Linked DNA regions of Drosophila melanogaster: region 2 is linked to region 1. Evidence: chromatin contacts called from public Hi-C data. All regions are on one chromosome and are shown on one strand. The core of a region is the stretch at or near the end of the contact, and the rest is flanking DNA. Distances in the headings are between cores, read along the strand shown.

The links. A called contact is a pair of places that touch in the nucleus more often than the background predicts.
Region 2: a Hi-C map of the S2 cell line shows a contact between it and region 1, with 1.8 times the contacts expected there. The contact joins the enhancer-like site here to the promoter of Cdep in region 1. A contact is called at or near these places in 7 of 107 Hi-C or Micro-C datasets (the Kc167 cell line, the OSC cell line, the S2 cell line and 1 more).

The regions. Positions count from the first base shown.
Region 1 is chr3R:4,908,828-4,912,618 of dm6, reverse strand. It overlaps Cdep (Chondrocyte-derived ezrin-like domain containing protein), which reads right to left and starts at 2,067. Exons shown (of 13, transcript NM_169022.2): 1 at 1,534-2,067. Gnf1 (Germ line transcription factor 1) reads right to left here. Exons shown (of 4, transcript NM_079505.3): 3 at 3,529-3,791; 4 at 2,538-3,470. The coding sequence ends at 2,693.
Region 2 is chr3R:5,187,238-5,190,860 of dm6, reverse strand. cno (canoe) reads left to right here. Exons shown (of 20, transcript NM_001316565.1): 7 at 3,201-3,553. Among named protein-coding and RNA genes, the nearest start is that of snRNA:U4atac, 6.1 kb to the left of the region's middle. Within about 2 kb of position 1,915, at least 17 of the 39 cell types and tissues checked have an H3K27ac peak or open chromatin away from gene starts, as enhancers often do. A contact at or near this core is called in the OSC cell line, the S2 cell line and eye imaginal disc, where this site is marked.

The sequences.
Region 1 (3,791 bases), core at 818-3,317:
CCAAAAACTCAACGACCAGCTTGCTAACAAACGGGTATTTTGACAGCTTCGGTTCCGCTCTCTTCAGTCAAGTGTGTTGTCGGCGTTGGCTTATCTGTGCCGCTAGCCCGCCCCAAGCGGTTCTCCCACACACACCGCGTTCTGCTGATAAGAAGCGGTGTAAACAGAGTGCTGCATATGTGTGGTGTACAGTGAAACCTCCTGTATGTCGAACTATACTATATTTTTACAGACAGACCTCGCATTCAACCAAAATATGAACAGAGGTCGTCTTACGCAAGAACAACTGTCTTTCACCCATGTACACCCATGGTGTATCTATTTCATTTCTGGCTATTGTTTTTGCAGTCTGGATAAAGATACTGAACCCGTTAGGGGTGCCCAGCTGTAACTGTGTTCCTTGTTCTGCCTTATCGCAAACCATTTATCGGAAGGTCTCTGATATCAGTTTCGGTCTTTTTGCGGAGTTTATTATTGAAGAGTTTCGTCACTATGCAAATAGAGATACGTCCCATGGCACAGAAAAATGCGCTGACCTCATGAGCCGATAAAAATGCAGGGTCCGCCGATGAGGCGGAAAATAACAAGAACTTGTCCACTGACAGACTTTCGAGTGAACGAAAGCGAAATCTATTGAAAAGTAAACATTCACACGCAGGACGATCGCAGCATAATGTGTCAGAGGGGGCGTGGGGAAGGGCGAGAAGTGGGTGGTGTTTCGATGGGGTGGAACGTCGAACAAATGCAATGACCTGAATATGGAGCGCTGTGTGCAGAGAAATGTGAAAAGGGCGATAAAAATGAGGCAGGATGCGGGTAAGATGAAAGGCGAAAGGCGAAAAAGCAAGGAAATTGTATTCAGCTTGAATATATTAATAGGTGGACAATGTGTACTTCGACTGGGAGCAAAATAAGCATTTCAGAGCCATTCTTCCTCTTTTCCCGTATAAAAAAAAAAAACGCTATCTTTACATCCAAATTGGATGTTATAGCATATCCTATCTTACAAGTGGCATCATAAGTTCTATCGAAATGTGATAAACCTAAAATCACATTCATATTCTTTACCGTTTTTATGACAAATGGCTTGTGGGCGAAAAATACATTATGAGTAAATCTCAATTTGCATGCTGCGTGAAAGGAGTATTGGCGACAGCTATGAGCTGGAAAATTCGTTTATTCGAATCCCTCATTCACAACACTCCCCCCACTTGACCCCTGGATGGATTCACACTCACTGCAATGACGTTTGGGCGAGTGCTGAAAGGTAAACATGTGTAGCCAAAACACGCAGCACGAAGCCCTCCGAAGGCAGGCAAAGTAACGGTACAAGGCGCGGCACCTGTTTACCGAGCGCAAGGGGAATGGGAAGGGGAGAGGAGCGCAAAACCCTGGCTCTCGGGCGTGAGCATGTATGCGTGAGCTGGGAGGCTGAGAGTGTCCTTGTGACTGGCCTGGCCTGGCCCAACAACAACAGCAATGGGGTGGGTGCTTGGGCAGGGGGTGTGGGAGGGAATCGGAGTCTGCACTTGCCTGCTCTATCGCGCGCTCGCTCTCGCTCTCGCGTTCGCTCGCCCAGCTCGGCAGCGTTGTATCTGTGTGTGTGCGCGGTTGAAGTCGTTGTGTGTGTGCTGGAATTTACGTGCTTATTGAATTTTCAGAGAGTTGCGCAAAAAACAAAAAAAAGCGGACGAGTTCGACGCTTTGAACTACAATTAATTTTAATTTGATTAAAAGCGCGACGCCAGGCTGGCTTCGCTCATTTATGGGTGTTGTTTTTCGCCGAGCTGCGCCCTTTACACGGATACACAGATACACACTCCCACACACACAGGCGCGCGTAAGCCGAGAATTTTCAGTGCGAAAAATATAGAACGCGAAACCCGTCGAACGTGGCAGGTATTCCCGGAAAATCAAGTGGATCGCGCACTCTGGCAGTTAATCGAATGCTTCGCTTGAATTTGCCCGCACATGCTGTCCCCTGACTTTTCTGGCAATTTTCACTGCATTTTCCGCTGCCCAGTACGTGCATCCGTTCGCGTTGACATCGGGGAAAAAACTCAGATACGATACTCTTTGGCGCTACCACGAGATAGCAGGGCTGCCGAAACATCGATTGCTGCATTATCGATTGTGCTTCGCAACATCATCGATTTGTTTCAGGCCAAAAACGTTATTATGTTATAATATATTTATAATAATTAATTAAGTATAAATTAAAGACTTAAATTAATTTTTAAATTGTAAACGTATTTTTCACAAATGTAAATGTACGATAGTACAAATTAGTTTAAATTATAGAGCATGGAGTGACCATCACTGATCGCGTTACCAACAATTTTTTTTAAATAAATTTGAGCTTGACATATTCGCGCTCTTGATCCTTATACAGTTAAAGCAAACAATTGATCAATTAAAAAATCATCATCTCAATTCTTTCGTAGTATTATTCATACAGACAATTATTTTATTACCAATTTTTCCCTTTTTAGTTTACACCTACGCCACTCAGTGTTATAATAAAATGTTTTGCAATTCAAGCACATATTTTATTGGTAAATATATATTTTCAGCAGTATAAACAGTGTCGGCCAGTGCCGGCCATTCATGAGATTTTAAACAAAAACTACTTACAAATGGGAAATTTGATGGCAAAAAAATCATCATATAATATAGGAAATCGTTAGTGCATTCACTTTTTGGCCTTGGCCTTAGACTTTGAAGCCGTGGAAGATGTAGCCTTTTTGGATCCACCAGACGCTTTTGACGTAGTTGTCCTCTTTTTGGCTTTGATCAAACTATCCAGCTCTAGGTTGTCCTTGTCCTCGTCTTCCTCTGATGATAAGTGGCCACCAGCTCCGTCCTCTTCGCCCGGACCCTCGTCCAAGTAATCGTCATCCGCTCCAGCAGCCTCTGATTTCTTCTTTTTGATGCCTGCTTGAGCGGAATAGGAGTATGCCATAACCTCCTTGTTGTAGGATCGCGTTAAAGCGGCTTTTACTCTCCCATCCACTGCGTCCAGTGGGGATTTCTTGCCGGGCCAGGATGTAAGCTCGACCAGCGAGTCCAGATCCTCACGGAGTAGATGGTAATCCTTCATAACGTCTAAAGCAGCGGGCACACCCTCCTGCCCATCCTTTGCAAGAGGTCGCACAATATTATCCAGAAGGAAGGGGGCGTAATCCAGCCTCACTGATAGCCTTGAGCCCGAGGTGCAGACCCTAGTATGATCATGCAGCTCCTGGGCCAGCCTGGCACGTTTTCCAGACTTGGAATTCTTGCCCAGCCACCCGGGAAAGTTAATCTGTCCAGTGAAGTGGCCACACATGTGCTCGCCAGGAAGGACCGAGCTGAAAAAGGCCTGAGTGGGTAGAAGACTCCAAGCAGAATTCGCACGAATACGCTTTTCAACAAGGTCACCCAAGCTTAGGGCATCTGCCGTAGCTGCCACCTTTGCCAGGACATCCTTTCTGCAAAGAGTGAAGTTGGTGAATGGGTACGCCCTTGGCTTAGGTAAACTAGACTTACTTGTTTCCCTGTGGTAGGACCTGCAGATAGTTTTGCTGCACAAAGAGCGGGGCCAGGCTGTAGTCGTGAAAGAAAAGGTCGCTCTTGTCGGCAAAAGACATGTGTTTGTGCTCGTCCGCGGTGAAGACTTTTCGCACCACCTCCCAGGGTCCCAGCTTCAGATCCTTGGTGGCAACCTGCTGCCCTGACTTTTGGGAAGCGTCTTCCTTGGCGCTCAGCAGGGCAATGTGGTTAATGGATTGCCGAATATCGTTGTTGGTAGC
Region 2 (3,623 bases), core at 666-3,165, 280 kb before region 1:
CGTTTTAATTATTAAGAGATGAGGTGGTTAATATATCTGAAAGAACCAGCACGTTTAAGAGTGAGCAAGACCCCTTCTCTGATTTATGCCTGCCAAATGCCCATCTAACCAAACCGAATGGGACACTTCAGCAACCCACTTTCCTCTTTCTAATCGCTTTGGCCATTAGAGCACAAGCTGCGCTAATAAAAATTAATGCGCCCAGCGCTTGGTGGCTGGGCCAGATTCCACATTTCCCGGCACACCCAGCGAGTCCACAGTTTTGTGGATACCTATCCTGGTGCGGATTCTGCCCCAGTCACTCAACTCGTTATGCAATTTCCCTGCATTGTTTTTCACTCTGTAAAATGCACCCCGCCTTCCGTCCTTTGTGCTCTGTTGCCAATTTATTCGCACTTATGCACGTGCATACAGCCGCACACAAGGACAGTCGGAGGCTACACACATGATCCTGGCACGTTGTTGGCCGAATCAATTTCATGGCTCGTTCGTCTACGCCCGAGCCTTCCTCACACCCACCCATAGCCATCCACCCACCAACTGCCCCACAACCAGGCGCCCTGCCAGCTCCCTCACCACCTGTTTTTGATGGCTTTTGCAATTTGCCCGTTTTCTTGTGTCAACAATGGAGCCGGTGGTGAGTGGGCGAATGGATGGGTGAATAGGTGGGGGGTGGTGCTACCTTTGGGCCGGCCAAGCTGTTGACCAAGTCGGAACAATTAAAACGATTTTTCTGGCATCCGTTTGGCACTGCACTTTATCAATGTGCCCCTCGTTTCTGCTTTCCAAATGTCAACTGCCAAGGACGAAACGTTGTTGGCTTTCTTTCTCTGGCTAGAAATAAAGTCACAAGTGCTCTTAAAAGAAAAAACTGTACTCCTTTCGAAATCGATATATTTGGTTAACTCCTTAGACGTTTTTACCATTTCTACGATAATAATTATATTGTTTGGAACGGCAGTTAATTGTATGAGAATGTACACAAGAATAGGTCAGGACCTTTTAAATTGTGTGACGGTGAACCAAGTTCCGATTCTATATGCATACCTCAATTGCCAGTCGCGCTATTGAGCTGTCTTCCAGTGTTGAGCTTGTCCATTTACTGATTGATTTACAATTGTACGACGTGCATGGTTCGGTTATAAATTACCTGGTCTGGTGAACACGGTTATTGGGAACTGTCATCTGCAGTTGGGAGAGATAGTATGGGCTGGAATAGGAACCGGCCACTTAAATCGTTTCAAATGAAAACATAATTAATATAGTCACTATAGGGGTCTAAGAATATGTGTTTTGTCCCATGTTCTTGAAATAATCCCCTTCTTAATCTCCGATCAACTTTCTCGTCTGACCGGCTTTCAACAAACCCATCGGCTCAACTCCAAACAAGCTTCAATTCAAACAAGGAGATTATTCAGTCATTCCACTCAAGGTCTCCTCCACATCGAGTATATGAAGCGTGCTCATGTTTTGGCTTCTTTCCTAAGCTGCTTCTCGGCTGCCTTATTGTTTGCTTTCTGTTTGGTGGCAGCACACATTTTGGAGTTGATTATTCTGAGAGCGACCAGAAGTTTTCGGAAAAGTTTTGCACAACGCCATCCGAACGATGTTTTGACTTTAAATCCATGTGTGTGAGCCAAATATTAATAATACTTGTGTACACAAAAATACAGCTGTGGTTTCCTTGGTCTCGCAGAAAAGATATTTTGAAGCAGAAATACAATTCATTTTGGCTCTACGTTGTTCTTTTACAAATTGTTGTTCCTCAGCTCCCCCCTTTTCAAGTTGAATGCGTGGCTAGATTTCCCCTGGGGTTTCCTCCCCGCCATCCAATATGTTGCACATACCACGCCCTGCCATGCCTTATTTAGCCTGCATTGCCAAAATGCCTTTGGCATATGCCAAGTCTGGTCTTGCATCTCGCCTTCATCTGCTGCAATTTGCCCCAAAACCATGGCCCAAAAATGGGTTTTGTCGCAGCAGGGGGAGGTGTTCTGCCGTAGTTGCCATCGCTTTTTGCACGCTTCGTTAAGCATTCTATACAATAAACAGCAGCAGCAGAAACATCTGAGATGAGGGTATGGCTTGTACTTCCCAGAGTATATATATATATATATATATATATATATATATATATATATATATATATATATATTGAAATCAAGCAAAATAATGTGTGTCATTATAGAAGACATTCTCTACAGCCTCTAACTGGAATGCTTTCAGGACCATATGTAGCTAAGTCAAATATTAAATTACTTCATGGTAATACGTTTCAGACTGAAAATATATAGTGTGTGTGCACACTGTTGGTTTGCTTTTGCAGTTGTCGTCTATGAAAAGTTACGGAATGTATATACATATACATTTTTATATCAAAGAACCAGGCAGCGAAGTTTTTCCACTCAGCTGTCTGCCGTCTGCCATCGTTCGGATATTCAGGCAGCTAGTCAGCCAGCCAGTCAGTCAGTCGGTCGGTCAGTTCAGTCTGGGTTCAGGAATGCTATAAATATGGATATATTGCATATACATATATCCCCCGGTTGATTCCCCCTGTATGTGAAGTAAAGTAGATTGTTTTTCGCTGGTTGGCAAAATGAACATCTAATATCGAGATGAAATTGATGATGCAGCCCGAAGTGGATTTCGTTTTTGGAATTTCTATTCGCCTTTGTTACTTCCGACGCGAACTGATGGGATGCGATTGCACAGAGCGTTTATTTCGAGGTTCGAACACTAGTGGGCACGATATTGGATACGGATTAACTACAAGCGTTTCATACCATATCGTACATCGATATGGATCAGATTTTTAAGATTTATAATTCAAATATTTTGAATTACAAAAAATGGAGCAAGAAAAGTTAAAACTATAGAACTATATTTTGTTAATGTTATTATTCTCAAGCGGACATCATTGATTACTGCCTCGACTGTCATGGCAGTCATCATTCCTTTTCGCGGCAGAGATTCACAATTTTGACTCATTCAGCGTAAACTGCATTTCCCAGCGAGACACAAAAAAAAAAGGCGGCTAAAAAGCTGCGGTTGCATACTATTTGTTTTATATATATTTTTTTGTTGTTGTATTTGAATACTATTTTGAACAATGAATTTAACGAGTAAATTTACATCATACTTAAATTCATCACTAGCCTATATTCAGTGTAGTATTAACTTTTAATATTTTATATTTTCAGGCTCCATCATGTTCCATGTGCGGAGACGTCCGGCGGACTCACAGCCCCGGAGGAGAAAGAAAAAACCACTGGGCGCGGCCAACGGGGCGAACCACATATCCGGAGATCGGGAGGGACCCGTCCTGGTGGAGGTGACGCACAGCGGCGACGGCGGCCGGCGGATTAAGTTGGGCAGCGACCCGGTGGAGGTGGGGTCGGCCAACACTAACTGCCTGCAGCTATTCGGACCCTCGATCCAGCCGAGGCACTGCCTCATTTCGCTGCTGGAGGGGGTTTGCACCGTGACCCCGCTGCACACCGATGCCCTGACCTTTGTCAATGGCCACCACATTAGTCAGCCGACCATTCTGCATGTAAGTTTAAGGACCGGCTCTAAGCACGGTCACATTGAAATTATATACGTAGTCCGATGGGGAAATAATC